Linked DNA regions of Oryctolagus cuniculus: region 2 is linked to region 1. A link is a contact called in public Micro-C data. All regions are on one chromosome and are shown on one strand. Each heading gives the region's core, a stretch centred on a gene start, on an enhancer-like site or on the middle of the called end of the contact. The rest is flanking DNA. Distances are from core to core; before and after follow the strand shown.

Region 1 (3,874 bases), core at 406-2,905:
AAATAAATTTACCTTTTAATTCCATCTTCCACAAACTTCTTAAAGTATCTTCATACGTTGTTTGTGTTTCTATGGACCACGCATCCCTTCTTAATTGGTATTCCCTGCTAACAGTTGCTATACTGAATACAGAGGAGAAAGACCTTAATTTTACCAGACGTTGCAAACTTAAAGTTCAGATTCCAGCTCAGCCTTGATAACAGTACTTCCAAATGGCAGTGAACAGAAAATCCTGCAGCAAGATCTTCTGACAATGAGGTCTTGTTTGCACTGGGCGATGTGGAGCACTTAAAAACTAGGTGTCCACATCTTTGATTCGATTCCAGGGTGCATCTGACTACAGCTGCCTTCAATCCTGAGCAGTTCTCATCAGTGGAGTTGGAGCCAAAAGAAACGAAGTTGTTGGTTTATTGTTAAGGCGCAGTCCCTTACCTGGGAAGAAGAGAGGACCTTCTTCTAAAGTGGCTGTATTAGCACCGAATGAGGCACTGGTGCAGCAACCTCAACGCACAAGAGGGGATCCACCTGAGGACTGTGGGACAATCAGCCCCCAGGGAGGAGCACGCAGGGGCTGAGCTTGGCCCCGCGAAGGCCCTGAGCAGCCTGGTATGGAGGAAGCCAAGCTGTGGTGGGGCAGGAAAGACCCAGGCCAACGTCAAGGGAGTCTCAGGGCACTGGGCAGGCATCTTAGGGAGGAAGCGCTAAAGGAAGCAGAGGAAGAAATCTGGATTTCCTGAGGATTTGATCCTTGAGGAAAATTGCCCATGGGGCAGCTCCTTTGCAACTATAATCCTGCAGCGAAAGCAGAAGCATGCTGTCAATTCAAGCAAAATCTCGGAGGAGACCCACAATGTTGCCAGGCAGTGATCAGAGGCACTCACTCCGTGTGCCCTATGTTGTGCAGGCAGAGAGAAGAGGCACAAACGGCGGTGCATCCTGCACACAGTGGCCACAGTGTCTTACCACGGTGGCAGGACAGAAGTCACAGACACCCTCTAAGGGGCCTCAAGTCCGGCACTTCCTGTCTCATAAACACCAGTGCTAGAAAAAAACTAACAAGCGCGTCTTTATAGCCCGCTACAGCTGGGACATTTTGGATCAACCCCTTCAAAAAATCTCATTCCAGAACAGAGGAAGGCTTCTTACATTTCCTTTCTGTTACTTTAGGAAATTTGAACAAAATATGTTCCAGTGAAATATACAAATATTTATTTTTAAATATTTATATTTTAAAATACTTGCCAGCTCACAAAGTGTTCTTTATGGAAGACTTGTCAGATCTTGGTATGGAAGACTCTGTGTTTGGAAAGGTTTTATTTATGGATCTAGGGGAAAAAAAAAAAAGAGTAACCAAAAATGGACCAATAGCTTGCCCCACACTTTGCTCTGGGCCTGAATCCAGCGTGGAAAGTTTCAGTCCGTAAATAGACTCTTTCAGGAAGTTTTGGATGATAGTGAGGATGGTGTAAGAAGAAGAGGTGTAACACCCTCACTTGAGCTTTGATGAGTATTGTCCTGTGAGAAAACTAGAGTGACCAATGAGCTCCAGGGATTTTGGTCTCTTATTAAATTATGGAACAGAGGCATTCACACCCTGGGCAAGTAGTCCGGACCAGGCTTGCTGACAGAAGGAGTGCGTGTGAGAAGTGCACCAGCTGTCTGAGCATCATCCGGGGTAAGGGATACCCAACAGGCTGCTGATGCATTTAGGGGGCACACCCAATAGCCATCTGCACGGTGCAATCATTGAATCTATGTTCTTGCTGTGTCTCTGAAAACTACATGAGAATCTACATCCAAACTATTCACATCAACTTTTATGACTTTTGGATTCATTCTGGAAGACTGTCTGAACTGAAACAAATATATCAAAACGGCTCAGCTTTTCTGAATGAGATGAGCTTTGAGGAATGATGCTTATGGTCCTTCAATGTGGGATGCATCAGAATTATTTATGGAACTTGTTACAAACTAAGTGGCCTGAGAGGAAAACTTGATATTAAAAACAGCTTTGAAAGCAAAACACATGATTCCTCCAAACTCCTTTCTCCTCCAGGTTACTCATTGTACCTAGTGACTCACAGGCAAAACAATATTACAGATGTTCTTTGAATCTGGATTTCAAAAGACTCACATCTAGAAAAAGTTCTTAATCATATTCAACACATTCTTGATATATTCTGAATATTTTTAGAATTACTCTTTTCCTTGGCTCTGCTGATCTCTGAGTCAATATGGAACTATTGTTAAAATTTCACTTTAATTTGGCGTTGCTTTATTTTTGCATAATTATCCCCCACACAAAAGATGAACAGATTTTGACTTTTTTAGAAAGGTATGATTCTTTTCTTTTTAGAAAACGTGATTTTCTTCCTGCTCAACATAAGTATATGAAGACTGTTAAAAAGAAATTTCCTTAGACCAATTAAATCTACTAGAGTGTATTTGAGCAAAGAAAAACAAAACAGTTTGTGATTTGGGCAACTCTCAGAACCAGAGCAGATTCTGTGAATGCCAGCCACCAACATGATCAGAAAGCACTGATAGGAAAACAGAAGGAAGGTAGAGACACAACTTAATTAGCTGCAGCTTAGGCCATCAACTGCTCTGTTGGTTACAGCATGATAAGTTCATTGGCTGTGATCAACCAACATCCAGTTACTGTTACTCAGCACTATGTTGGTTTGGTCTGTTGGGCCTAGTATAGCTACCCAGTCTATACTTATGACCTCCTAAACCACTTTACTTTCACAAAACAGAAGATTCTTTCAAATCAGAAATATCAGAAAAGGGCAAAAGTCAAAAGGGAGTAGTGAAACATCACCGATGAGCTGATTGTTTCAAATCTGACTTTCTTGTACCCAGAAACTCATGGTCTATTTTTAATCATTTTTTTAAAAGTAAATAAAAGGCTGGTATGAGCCATAAAAGACCTTCTATAAGGAGTATGTAATTCCTAAGAATCGCAATTAGTTGGTCACCAGGAAAGGACAGAGAAGCCTTTATAAGCAGCTGGCTTTTCCAAGGTTTCCTTTTACAGTTCAAGAGCTCTGTGTTCTAACCATCACTCAGCTGGAAAGGGAGTGTAGGTGTAAAAAGGACAGGAAAGAGACAATGCCACTGGCATACAGCAGCCACCTTTAAGAGCTCCAAAATTATCTGGTACTCCAAAGAATTACGGCACACGTGATAATTCCTGAGGCTATAATCATTCGTCTGGGAGAGAAGTCACAGCAGAACCTCGTGAGCTAGGCTCCAACAAAGGGACATTTGTTTAACAGCTTAGAAAAAAAAAATCAAATTATCCACAAATCTAAAAAGTCCATGCAAGGTTGTCATCTTCTAATGAACTTACAGATCTAGTTCTCCAGAGATACACTCCTGGCCTCATGCCAGTAGCTGTATGACCTTAGAGAAATCTCTTTTGAAGTTCTCTGTGTGTATAAAACTTGGATACTAATATTATCTGTCCCTCATGTTTGGAATTGTGTGAATTAATCACTTCAGTCTGGAAAAGTCTTTGCTAATGGTAAATGCTGAATGTTGTCATTTTTACAGGTGCAGGTGGAGACAATGTTACACAGCACATCTATAAATAGAAAGGCCTAGAAATTGCCAGTGGTGCCAACACTGGAGGAGTCAAGGAGACAATATCCCATGTGATTTTGAATGCGCTTCATTTTCTCCCCGAGACTCAGTGAGCGTGTTATAACCGAATACTTAACTCCCTTTCATCTTCTCTGAAAGACTGGAGCTTGTCTTGGACTTGCCCACCATAGAGCACAGTTTTACTGGGTGTTATTGACTTTCTTAAGCCTGCATTCTAAATAAAGTGCTGATATGAGTTAGAACACAGGGTACAGTCTCAGGTTTA
Region 2 (3,874 bases), core at 455-2,954, 41 kb before region 1:
GAATATCTTTAAGAAAACGACTATTAATGCCCTTTCTGCATTGTACAAATAGAGTATCATTGTTTCCATTTAAATTGCTCACCACCACCTGCCCTAAACATTCCTGGGGGGAAAAAAAAAAGTTTGCCTACAAAACTGCAGTTCTGATTACGCAACTCCTCTTCGGGTTATCCATGCTGACTCTGATCTGGGTGTGTTTAGGCTCCTTAAAGAGGTCACAGATTCCTGAGAGCGGTGCCTTTCGTTCCCTCCCTCTTCCCTGGAATCCATTCCCAGCCCCAGCGCGGCGATTTGGGAAGCTGATGACCGGATTCCAATCACCTGGCACAGCCGGACAACTCTCGCCCTCCCCCTGCCTCGCCTCAGACTTTGTTTTAACGCAAACAAAACAGACACACCGGGTTTCCTTTCCTACAACACTGACTAGTTAAAGCAAACAGCACGTAGAAGAGTGCAGGCTTTGAGTGATTTATCTTCACCCCTACTTGCAAAGTCAGGATCTTTCTGGGGACTTAGCAGGCCAGGGTAGGCTTTGAGGAGAGGAGGGCGGACACTTGGGTCTGCTCATCACATTAGCCAACGCCGTGGCCTCTGTGAGGGGGCATGCTGCCGGAGAGCTGGAAAAGGGCCAGCGAGCGGCAGGAAGGCGCGCAGGGCAGGAGGCCGCTGGGAACCGCGGACGCCCCATCTCTCGCCCTTCTCGGCCCTGATGGCTCCGACTGAGCCCGGCACCGGTGAAGCGCCCAGCGGGAAGGCTCAGAGCACCGGTCAAGCGCCCAGTGGGCGGCTTCCGGCCGAGGACGCAAGCTTGCCTGTCTACGAATGGGAGCGCACGGGGGAACCCCTCGGTCACTTTCAAGGTGACAGCCGCCGATCTGCAGCCGTCCCTTCCGCAGGAGCGGCACTGACCCCACGTGAGACCTGCCTTGCTCCGCCGCCTCCCGGACTCTGCACCCTCTCCCCACACTCGGGGCGCAGGCCCCCCGGGGTACCCGCCCCCTCCCCGAAGGTTCGTCCCGTGACCGCGCGCCAGTCGTGGCCACCACGTCCCCACCGGGTAGCGGGACCTGCTCTGTTCCGCACTTACCCGCAGCGCCTCCAAGCCAGCCCGGAGCTCTCCTCGCACTGGGACGCAGAGGCGGGGCGGCGAGCCGCTCCGGGGCCGCGCGCTTCGGGCCTTAGGCGGGGGCCGCTCCCGGCCCACCCCAGGAGGCCGGCTGGGCGGCGTCTGCACCTGCGGCCGCGCAGCTCGTCGGGCACCCCACCCGCAGCCTTGGCGGCGGCAGCCGGCGGGAACCTAGGGTCCAGGAGCACCAGCCTCCCCGCCTCCCTGGCTGCCAGGGGGTGGAGCAAGGGCGGGGAGTTGAGGAAACTTGTAAATAGAAAAGCTGAGCGGCCCCTTTGGAGCGGTCCCCTCCCGCGACTCCCGGCGGGGGACCAAGGCCAGGGGGCGGCGTCCCACGGAGCTGGAGAGAAGCGCGCGGGGAGGCTCTCACCGTGCTCCGCTCCCGCCTTCCTAGCGCTCCCGGGTTCCAATCCCGAAGCCCCGCGCGCTCCCGGGCTAAGTACGTACCCGCCCCACCCCCGGGCGTCCGGCCCGGGCCGCGCTGCACCTGTTGCCGCCGGTGTTGTAGCTTCAGCCCGCGCACCTGGCTGAACCCCGCGTCCGCAGATCTCAGCGCTGGAGCCCCAAGCCAAGCCAGGGTACGATGGGGTTCAGCTTCCTGCTTCCCTCTCGCCACCTGGCTTCTCCCTCGAGTGGTGGGGCCGGGCAGCAGGGGCGGGGGAAGGTGAGAATTAATGAGAGCGCAGGCTGGTAAGAAACCAGCAGTGACTGTCGCTTAGAGCGTTCGATGGTACTCTTTTCTCTCCTTGCTGCAGAGAAGTTTACTTGCAAACATGTTTTAAAGGCTAAAGAAATGAGCGCTGTGGCGCAGCGGGTTAAAGCCCCAGTCTGCAGCGCCAGCATCCCATATGGGCTCCAGTTCAAGTCCCGGCTGCTCCACTTCTGAGCTAGCTCTCTACTGGGAAAGCAGTAGAAGATAGCCCAAGTGCTTGGGCCCCTGCACCCGCGTGGGGGACCCGGAAGAAGCTCCTGGTTCGGGCCATTGAGGCCATTTGGGGAGTGAACCAGCAGATCAAGATCTCTTTCTCACTCTGCCTCTACCTCTTTGTAACTCTGCCTTTCAAATAACTAAAATAAATCTTTAAAAAAAAAAATGAGCACTACAGCTTTTGGATCTCTGGATACAAAGTGGAGAGAAACTAAGCCCGACCCACTTTTCTCTAAATACAAACTAAATCTTGGCTCTTTGCTGAACTAAGCACGCTTCTTCCACAGTCCTCCCTGACACCCCTAAAATACTTTCTTCTCTTTTCCAAAGATGATCTCCCACCTAGGAAAAATGTGCTATTACTGAACCATTGACTGTCAGACAACTTGAGTCCAAAATGTTAAAAAGCATATTTAATTATGAAAAATTAATTAAAGGCTTTTGAAGAGAAATAAGGTTTTTTTCTGAATATAAATCTGAAGACTTTGCAGTCTGCAGTTTTCTATAGCAGGAGTATTAGCTGAACTACAAGATGTATTATCATTTACAGTTGTGCAGTCTTGGTACAGGTACAGTGGTTTATTATTTCCTCAAAGCAAGACCCAGGCAAATGCAGGTCAGAGTACTGACTCCATTATTCAAGGGAGGAAATTGAAGCTCAGAAGGGTTGACTTGCCCAAGGTCACATAGTTGGTGAGGAACAAGCAACTCAGCAGCCCAACCCTCATCTCTTTATTCCATTTTACAGTGACACCTCTCACTTGCTTTTGAAGTTCCCACAGTAAACACACACACGGATGGCCCGTGATCTGTGACTTTAATAAAAGGCATGTGGTGAATTTGAAAAGATTCAGTGCTAAGCATGGGATGACTCTTCCTTGTGCAAAGGCATACACACAATCTAAACAAAATGAAAAGCACCAGCCACATTGTTTCTGTAAGTCATGAGATAATTATGCTAATAAGCAACGTGCCTCCTCCATAAGAATATTTCTTGTGTTAAACATATCATTTAATCTTTATAACCCTCAGATGACCCGTGATTTGGTCCAACCCCCCACAGTTCTATTGTATAGCTTCCTTCTATCTATAAATATAGAACCTGTTTTACTTCATTTTTCTATGGGACAGATGAGAAGGCAAAAAAAAAAAAAAAAACCACTCTTCTAAGTAATTAGAGCTGCTTTTGTGGGCCTTGGGAAATCTGAAGTTTAGCTTCTGATTGCATCAACATCGAAACACAAGTTATCTTCTAGGGATATCCTCAGGGACTGTCAAGGCGAATATTCTTGAAATGAGGCCTCTTGGGTCTCTTTCCAACTAAGTTCTGGGCATGTTGCCATGTTCCTGATCTCTGAACTTTGATGCTGACCTGCTGCAGACTCCAGAAATAATATTAAGGACCAGACAATAAACTCCACAGCACTTTGGGGTCCTTTGCTCTAAGAAAAAGCAAACTTTAGTTTTCTCTAAAGAGAACCTAACAACACTGAGAAAATGTTTTTTTCATTTAGCAGTTTGTCAAAAATAAAAAAAGTTTCTTTAAAGGTTTATTTTACTTATTTGAAAGGCAGAGCGATAGAGGAAGGGAGAGAGATCTTTCTTCCAATGGTTCACTTCCCAAATGGCCAAAATGGCAGGGGCTGGCCAAGCTGAAGCCAGGAGCCTGGAACTCCATCTGGATCTCCCATGTGTGTAGCAGGGTCCCAAGTACTTGAATCACCTTCCAGTGCCTTTCCAGGTACATTAGGATAGGAAGCAGAACAGCCAGGACTTGAACCAGTGCTCCAATATGGGATGCCAGTGTAGCTAGTGGAGGC

The links. A called contact is a pair of places that touch in the nucleus more often than the background predicts.
Region 2: a contact with region 1 is called in a Micro-C map of ear pinna, with 1.9 times the contacts expected there. The contact joins the promoter of MTUS1 here to the enhancer-like site in region 1. A contact is called at or near these places in 3 of 6 Hi-C or Micro-C datasets (ear pinna, psoas muscle and skin fibroblasts).

Annotation. Positions count from the first base shown.
Region 1 is chr2:72,387,097-72,390,970 of mOryCun1.1, reverse strand. It overlaps LOC108175886, which reads left to right. Exons shown (of 3, transcript XM_070068469.1): 3 at 3,559-3,854. Among named protein-coding and RNA genes, the nearest start is that of MTUS1, 42 kb to the left of the region's middle. Within about 2 kb of position 1,655, at least 1 of the 8 cell types and tissues checked has an H3K27ac peak or open chromatin away from gene starts, as enhancers often do. A contact at or near this core is called in ear pinna, where this site is marked.
Region 2 is chr2:72,428,414-72,432,287 of mOryCun1.1, reverse strand. It overlaps MTUS1 (microtubule associated scaffold protein 1), which reads right to left and starts at 1,704. Exons shown (of 15, transcript XM_070068467.1): 1 at 1,574-1,704. It overlaps LOC108175886, which reads left to right and starts at 566. Exons shown (of 3, transcript XM_070068469.1): 1 at 566-1,704. The coding sequence starts at 710. The coding sequence ends at 1,657.